Regions from separate parts of the Xenopus laevis genome. Here region 1 is linked to region 2. A link is a contact called in public Hi-C data. All regions are on one chromosome and are shown on one strand. The core of a region is the stretch at or near the end of the contact, and the rest is flanking DNA. Distances in the headings are between cores, read along the strand shown.

The links. Hi-C and Micro-C count contacts between places; a contact is called where the count stands out from the background.
Region 1: a contact with region 2 is called in a Hi-C map of the XL177 cell line, with 3 times the contacts expected there. The contact joins the promoter of LOC121397788 here to the enhancer-like site in region 2. A contact is called at or near these places in 2 of 4 Hi-C or Micro-C datasets (the XL177 cell line and the XTC cell line).

What each region holds. Positions count from the first base shown.
Region 1 is chr8S:84,381,530-84,386,092 of Xenopus_laevis_v10.1, forward strand. It overlaps LOC121397788, which reads right to left and starts at 2,889. Exons shown (of 7, transcript XM_041575303.1): 1 at 2,789-2,889; 2 at 1,989-2,470. The coding sequence starts at 2,214.
Region 2 is chr8S:84,321,138-84,325,913 of Xenopus_laevis_v10.1, forward strand. No RefSeq gene overlaps it. Among protein-coding and RNA genes, the nearest start is that of LOC108700575, 12 kb to the left of the region's middle. Within about 2 kb of position 3,019, at least 1 of the 7 cell types and tissues checked has an H3K27ac peak or open chromatin away from gene starts, as enhancers often do.

The DNA of each region.
Region 1 (4,563 bases), core at 1,639-4,138, 60 kb after region 2:
TAGGCCTAATGTTTACAGGAATAAGGTTAAACATAGAGACAAAGGGAGTGTTGAAAAACAATGATGAGAAGTAAAACTGAAATAATTATAACTGGCTTTTTTGCTTTCATGTTGGGTGTAGTGGCAATTGGACAAAACAGAAATGCTCACAAAAGCCTGCACTTTGGAAGGGGAAAATGATTGTCTGGGGAGCACTGAGTCTCTGGTGCAAACAGAATTGTTGGGGCACACACATGCGTATAATGAGTGAGAGCTCCAGCTGGCTCATTTTACAGATGGGTATAACCTAGGATTGTGGCATGCGCTTAAATGCCATCTATTGCCAAAAAATATTATCCCCAACCAAAGGTGCAGGCAATTAAGTACTAGGCCACTCATACCGTGCGGGAGCTCCCGTTTCGGTTGACCATGTTGAGTCACACCCATGCACACAATGAGCAAATGCCGCAACTTTATCATTATGTGCATGCATATGACGTCTGACTGACACAGCCGCTCGAACCTGGAGCACCCTCCTGGTGCGAGTGTCCAATCTCTGGAGGGGCAATAAAAAAAAAACACTGTTGCTCCCAACTGGAGTGTGGGCTCTATTAGCCTGCAACTTTGGTTGTGGATATTTATTGTCAACAGGTGCCCTTTAATGAGCAACTTGAGGCATAACACTGGCTAGGGATTGTTTCCCCTTTTCTAGAGTACTGTTAGCCTGCACATCTTGTGGACACACATTTTTATCCAACACATGCTCTTTAACTATGTAACTGTTTAAATATGTTTTATTTTTTATCTCTTATCGTTCTACAGTTATAAATTACTTCTTAGTGTGCTTACACAGCCTAATAATTTAATCTATTGCAAACAACTCAGCCATGCCTGTTTGTCTGTATTGCATTGCAGACTCCTGATTCCTGGCCTCCTGAACACTAATGGCATACAGGTAATTTTCACTGGCGGAAAGTGATCTGCTCTGACCCACACCTTGTAATGCATGTGTGTGCACTGGATCAACCTGTCAGCGCACACAGATCCGAATTCAGTGTGAAAACGTGTACCTTAACGTTTCTGTGCCCATTGTTCTGTTGTTAGGCTGCTGGGGGGGGTAGGGTTGATATCATTCCAATTTACAGTACAGCAGTAAAGAGTGACTGAATTTTATCAGAGCACATGACTGGGGGCAGCTGAGAAACTGACAATATGTCTAGCCCTATGTCAGATTTCAAAATTAAATATAAAAAAAATCTGTTTGCTCTTTTGAGAAACAGATTTCAGTTCAGAATTCTGTTGGATTATTAACTGATGTGTTTTGAAAAAAAAACATGTTTTCCCATGACAGTATCCCTTTAAGTGTGTAACTGTATAGTCAGTACTCCTGTAGTCCCACAATGAACATAGGCAGGATGGCCATGTTTCTGTTAAATCCCTATTTTTATGCAAAGCAGTGTGATGCACAGGGCAGCTTTGTGCACTGCAGAAATCTAAATATAGCTGATAGCAATCTTGGGATTAAGAGATTGAAGAAGTAGGTCTGTTACAGGGTTACTCTCAGCAGTTTATGAAATCAACGGCAGCTTATTAAAAATTGGTGTGAAACTAGCCTGGATGTAGCATAATAAACAATCGTCAACATAGAACATACTGTATTTCACACATAAACATGCACACTTTTATTAATGTATCTGCATAACAAACATACACTTATGAAAATGGGAATATGACATTTTTGACAGATAAACACAAGTGTATTTACTGTATATGTATCCATGATGCAAACATGCACACACTCAGATGAACACACAAAAAAAATACAACGAAGGTGCACATGAAATGTCAAGAGACTTTTGTGTATGACAAACATTTTATACACATTTATGGGCACAAAAGATAACATCAGAAGGAATCCATAACATGGATTGTGTTAAGGATATAAGTATAAAACGGACTCTACGTGCACAGATATAAGTCCGTAATTATAAATGTGTGTTTGCTCTTACCTTCACAGCATCCCTGTAGCCCACCCTTGCACCAACACATCTCCATTTCTTTCCCTCTGCCCCATATCCCCTGATATTCGCCCCATAGTTCTGGGGACTCGTCCTCTTTATTATTCTTGGTTTGTATTTCCACCGCTCTCCCTGGATCCCTTGACAGGGAGATCTCCAAATTAGTGGCAGTCTCCATATCTACTCTGGATTCTGGAGAAGGTGTCTGAGCCTTCATGGGAAATTCGTTGTAGCTTTTGGAAGGGTCTCTACTGACCCTAGTAAGGTCCACATTCGTCCAAGTTTAGCTTATATTTATCGCAGTAAGCACTAGAGCTCAAACCGCATTCAGCATGCTTCCCCCACCGCCACCATTCTTTGTGCTATCCCCCATCAATCTGTTAGAGGCTCTTGCTGCTCTGAGATTTTTCTCGCTCTCTCCCTCTGAGGATAAAAGATGTTTTCTTCTGTTCTTGTACAACCAGCACTGCCACCTAGCAACTCAGAAAATTAACATCATTATCTCCCAAGCAGCAGGAAATACATCATACTGTGTTACGGTATATTTGTTTGTGTATGTAAATATAACCAACCCTCCAATCAGCTCCTCAAATTCATATACTCCAAATTAAGTAGGCTAAAGATAAAAACAGAAGCAGGGTTTGTTTGTACATAAAAAAACGTCCCTCTTTAATAAGATTAAGATTTAATAAGGTATTTTCAAATATGTGGCAATACAAGGTGAATTATAAGAGAAATATCCAACCAAACACGGAGCAAACAAGGGAGGAAAATGGTTAATAAAATATCACCTTTAATAGTCCATCTTTAAAAATCCTTGTCAAATTCAAAATATCCCATCGTTGTGGATCACACACTCGACGCGTTTCGTGGCTTCTCCCCACTTCCTCAGAAGCGATCACATGATCCCACCGTTGCAAAAAGAGTTAAATACCCTATTTAATTTTGTGTGGCCACTCACAGTAACCACACACAGATTAATTTATTATTTTATCTTGTGATCAATATCCACAGTACATCTAAAGATAGTGTAGTGGACAAGAGTTTTAACTGTGTATGCAGAGCTGTCAGTGTTGACAGTAGCAGCTCATAGGCAACTCCATGCTCTAAACCAGAAAATTTGCCTCTGAGGCAGCAGACCCAATGCCAATTACCCCATCTGAAGGGTCTATGGATATAATTGAATTTTCAGCCTCCAGTACCTTCTCACAGGAGGACCCTCGTACATAACCGCTATCCATTGCAGGCCCCTTAGGTAACTTGCATTGTAGGCACTATTCCTGTGGTAACTGGTCTCTTCGGTCAGGCATATTGCTTTAAAGGAAATCTATACCTCCAAAATGAATACTTAAACAACAAATAGTTTATATCAAATTAAGTGGCATGTTAAAGAATCTTACCAAACTGGAATATATATTTAAGTAAATATTGTCCTTTTACATCTCTTGCCTTGAACCACCATTTCGTGATGGTCTGTGTGTTGCCCCAGAGATCACCTGACCAGAAATACTGCAACTGTAAAAGGAAGAAGTGTGGAAGCAAAAGACTATTTTTATCCTCTCTTCACTCAACCTCTATTCTCCTAGTCTCTTTTTTTTACATGCTATGATCTATTATTCCATCTATTAAGCCTTTTTTTCTCATAGAAATAAAAAATGACCATGAAATAGTCCAAATGTTTAGCAGCATGAGGGCCCACACTGACACCTGGGCCCACCGGGAGTTTTCCTGGTCTCCCTGTGGGCCAGTCCGACACTTTTTAATTGGCTTATGCGACCTAACATGTTTGGTTTGTTTGTGTGCACCGTGATCGTAGGATCTCAGGGGGCGGCCCTTATTTTTTAAAATGGCAATTTTCTATTTATGATTACCCAATGGCACTTACTACTAAAAAAGTATATTATAATGAAAATGGTTTATTTACATGAAGCAGGGTTTTACATATGAACTGTTTTATGCAATTTTTCTTTTTATAGAGACTTACATTGTTTGGGGGGTATAGTTTTTCTTTAAACACACCACCAGGGCCCATTTTCTTCCCTGTACCTCTGTTTTAACTGGTGGTGTACTTTTCTTGCTATCCCCACTCACTTCTTTTTTTAGGCTACAACTTCTTGCTAGTATAACATGTTTTAATCAAAATGGTCTGAGTTCTGTCTGAATGTGATGCATGAGGCGCCTTCCTTGTTTCCTCCGAGATCTCTTACCAGCTTTTTCCCTACTTTTATACCTTTTTAATCCAGAGCTTTCTAAGGTGATTTTCCTGCTTGTATGCTCCCTCTAATAGCCACTACCAGTAATCATGCCTCTTATTTTTAATTTCTACTACCATCTCCTGGTGAACAGTGTACATTACAGCACAGTTACATTTTAACCCCTTTTCACTCTTAGGAGTAGTGCACAGTAGTCTGAAATAAGAGTTCCACTTCTCTGGTTTCTTCTCACACTTCGAAAATAAAGGTTAACTGGCTTTTGATTAAACTAACCCTAGTCTGTAAGAATATGTAACGAAAATTTAGACTGTACACTGCATTGATGCAGGGATTAAATAAGGAACAATAGTAAA
Region 2 (4,776 bases), core at 1,769-4,268:
AACTGGGAGTGACCTAGGTAGTATCTCTGAGGGTCCTCTATTTACACCTAGTCTGATGGTAGACATATATAGAGTATATGTGTGTGTGCATAAAGAAATGGAGTGCTGGTCCTTCTGGAAAGCTTTGTTTGCACTGAAACTCACTCAAATTGAGTCAAATCAAAAATAAAAGATAATCAGAGATCAGCACACCACCTTGTGTGTATGTATATATATATATATATATAGTAGTTTAGAAAGTACCCACACTCAGTGTCGGACTGGGACACCAATCTTAGACCAGGGGCCCACTCTCAGTACTATTATTATTCCTCTCCTCACTCAACCTCTATTCTCCTAGTCTCTTTTCTTTAAATACTATAATCTATTATTCCATCTATTTAGCCACTTTGTTCTCATAGAAATAGGAAATGGCCATTAAATAGGCCACATGTCTAGCAGCATAAGGGCCCACTGACACCTTGACCCACCGGGACTTTTCCAGGTATCCCAGTGGGCCAGTCCGACACTGCCCACACTCTTACTCTCGGATTTAACTGTGGGTGCTCAGTCCAAAGTATTGTATAAAGTTCAAAATGGACTAGCACTCCATCATTACTTGAAACACACAATTTATTCAATCACCTGTGCATCCAACGTTTCGGCCCCCTATATATAGAGTTATACTGGTTATAGAAATGCGTTTATGACATACAGCATATTTATTAAAAGTCAAAGCAGTTATCAGCAGCACACCGTAGATTTGCACAGACATGGAATTTATTGTATCAAAACATTTCAAACAGGGCAATGTTTCGGGCCACCCGGGCCCTTTATACAGCATATTTTATTAAAAGGACAGGATATGCACACAACATAGCCTTATGTTACAGAAGGCTACAAAGTACATTTGTAAAACATTTGAACTTGAAATATTTGCAGCATTTGTTTTAATTAGCCACTAGATGGTGCCATGGTTCAGGCCTTCTGGCTACTTAAAAGACAAAAAAAAAGTTGCGTATGTAAAAAATTGTCACGTGTTCAAAACAATTTGTCACCTATTGAATTCAATGCATTTTGCAAATTTTACTAAAAAGTAGGACATATATATATATATATTGTTATAGTTATACAGGAGCAGTGACCAGCTCCATGTTGTAGTCAAATCAGTAACGGTGCCACACTTACACTGAATCGCCTTTTGAAGCGTCGGGTGCACAGCTGTGTTCCTCTCTGCCAAGGAATATATCCACAGTAAAGCAATAAATCCAGAAGCACTCCGATATGTGAATCAATAATTTATTCATGCAATTAGCAGAGCGACGTTTCGGGCTATTCCAGCCCTTTATCAGCTCCATGTTGTAGCTCCCACCCTTCCCAGCTATAGTCAGGTGATCCCACTGGTGTCTAATAAAAGGGCAGCCAAGTATGGAGGTTTACTTTGAAAGCAGCGAGTAGGTTGCAGGTAAAACTTAGTCCCTTTGTAAAATGTATAATGAAGCAATAGAATTCTTGATGAATCAGATGAAAATTGAGCATAGGACTGGCCAGATATGGGATGACTTTGACGTAGTTGGCCAGCTTAAATATATTGCAATATATGGACAAACAATCCCTGTTTTGTTTAAAGGGTAAGGCATTTTTCAGTAGCAGTATGCACAAAATGTCTCTGTCTTAAATATATTGATAATGGGTTGAGTGCAGAGGACTCTTATATATGTCTATATATATATGTATATATATATATATATATATATATATATATATATATATATATATACATAAATACTGAATCATCCATGAAGGATTTAAAAAAACAGAAACACCAAAAAATTTAAATGTATTAAAGTAATGAAGATATAATATACAGTTTGTACTGCAAGTGTATTTGCTTCAGAAACTCTATAATAGTTTATGTAAACAGCCGGTTGTGTGTTGCTGGCATGTGGTAATTGGAGTTTGTTGGTGTTGTTTCATTTTTCTCCACTTGTTGAGGAGTCTGAATGGTAAAAACTTGAAAAATTCCATAAAATCCGATTTTTTTGTGAAAAAAGAAACAAAAACTTTTCGAGATTTATTATACCCCGAGGCTGCAAAAAGTTCAAATTCGAAAATACTCAGTCTTCAACCTGTTGAGGCCCTGTAGAAGTCAATGGGCAATGGCAGAGGTCCTATTTGCAATTTGAAGATATTATTGTCTGCGCTGGGTTTCGTATGATAATCAGAACATTTCGGGCCTTTCCACCGATTTCACCAAAAATTCTGACTTTTTCGACAGCAAACCCCAAAAATTCAGATGTTTCGCGCAACAATCAAAAAAAATTGCAGTTTTTGTGATAAAAAAAGGGTAAATCGTGGATTCTTAAATGGTCAGACGTTTTTTATTGAAAAAATCAGAAACATTCGAATTTATATAATACAGGTTTAGACAAGGTTTAAATAAGACAGGTTCCTCCAAGCACAACAATGTTCTATTCATTTGCACCTGATCTGCTTCACCAGATTCTAATTTTAGGTCAGTATTTGAGCAAGTGATAAATGTAGCAGTGCACTTATTTTCCACATGTGAATGCCACATTTACGTTTATTTAAATATAACACCTGTGGTTTTGTGAACAATCGGTTATGTCCCTTTTTTTTTCTTCGAATATATTAGGAGAAAACAAAACCCCTCATCTGATAAAAAAAAAAAAACTTGGCTGCCACTGTACTTGACTAAAAAGATTGTAGATTAGAGTTAATCGTTGAAACTGTATATATTTATCACATATCCATGGAAGTTCCAAGCTACATACATTCCAAAAATATAATAGTAGGTTGGTTAATCTCCTACTACCTATCTGCTACCTATCTGCTGAGTTAAAGGGAATACTGTATAAAGTTACTCACAGGGATCAGGTTTACAGGCACTCTCTATCTTTCTTTTTTAAGGGCAAGGATGCATGGAGCATAGGCTCTGCTGCTCTCGGCTTGCATGTTTTTTGCAGGCTGAGAGAAGTAGTGGATACGCTGTGTGCCCCCAGCTGCATTCATCTGAACTGTTTCCATTTGTGTGCAGTCACATGCAGCAGAGCTCGGCCCGGAAATATCTAGTTTATGGGTTGATCTCTGTACTGCTCTGTGTGACTGCATGCTAGCAGATCTTATTAAAATGAATCGAGTTGAGGCACAGAGCGCATCCCATCTCTCAGCCTGAAAAAAATACTCAGTCTGAGAGCAGAGGAGCCTAAGATCTATATGCCTTTGCCCCAAGTTTTATGGCACCCAAGGTGTATTCTTGTGAATGTAGAAGCACCTGTGGCTAGGAAACAAGGAACACCACTGATACTGAGCATTTTCTGGCTGAAAAGCAACAGTGCCAGAGCTGTCAGACATTTATTTTTGAGTTCTTTGCTGGCGAAAGTAACCAATATGACCAGTGTGCCAAAGCCCTTAGGACTGGTCCAGATGAGAGCTTTAACCTGCACTCCCCTGCATTTCCTTTTAAAGCACTCAGCTACAAAAGAGCAGGAAGGAACGCAGTCAACCATTCCTTAATGGGCACGTACTGACACAGGCACATGTAATTGCCGAATTGCGTTCCACCTGCATTTGGCGCATTCATGTGCCTGTGTCAGTACGTGCCCCTTTAAAAGGGACCTGTCACCCAAAAGAAATATTCCAAATCCTATTTTATCACGTTAGTCAAGCAAAATGAACTTTAATTACACTATATAAATTATTTGAATATTGTTTTATTTTCAGTCTGGGAATTCATAATTATAGCAAGCAGGCAGGAGCATTTTTGTGGACACTGTTATTAAGACAAGTCTTCCATCATCTCAAAATATAGTTTGTGCACCAGAATGGGGGAGCTGATGGCCATCCCCATACACTGGTTACACAATTAAATGGAGAAGAGAGAGGGGAAGAATATGGGGAGTGCGGTAACATCTAGCTGAATGGAAAGTGAAAGTAATTGCTTGCCCCGCCCCTATCCCTAAGGCATAGAGGATGGGCAGGCAATATCTGATTTAAAGCTGAGAATTTTAAATGAATTTGCAACAGCTATGAATACTTTAATAAAAAAAAAGAATTTGGATTTCATATTTAATTTGAAAAGGACTTTTATAATACAGCTTTTTATGTCTGGGTAACAGGTCCCCTTTAAATTAATCATCTGCATTCCTTCCTGCGCTTCTTTGTGGCGCAGGTTAAAATGGCCAATCACAGCACTTATTTGGCACCCCAAGAACATTTTTTCATGCTTGTGTTGCTCCCCAACTCCTTTTACTTGTGAATGTTGCTCACGGGTTCAAAAGATTGGGGATTCCTGAACTAAATAGCCCCTACTGAGTCGACTATGGTAAAGTCCATGATACATGATGATTAACATGCTATAACCAAATAAGAGCATGCCCCTTAGTGCTCATTGAGGCAGCTCTGGCCCCATCAGTCTGTCTTCATTCTGCACCGCGTCATACATAAACAAAGTCCAGGTCAAGGTGCACAGGTGGTGCAAGTCTGCCCTATTCTTACTGCCAAAAACATGGCACCATTATGGCTTGCATTGTCTGCTGCACCCTAACTTATGCATTTAAATGAAAAGCAGGTGGGAGGGTGGATGGTGCCTACATGCTTCCCCCCTCCATCCTTATGGATACTGTGCTCCCAAACAGAGCACAGACACCTATAGCAATTTAGGGACTAAAGAAAGTCCTATTGCTGGCACATTGTTTTCTGAAACGTAAATGACTTTATGACTATGTCTGCTGATAGCATTCTTACTTCCCTAACAGCACATATACCTGATCCTAC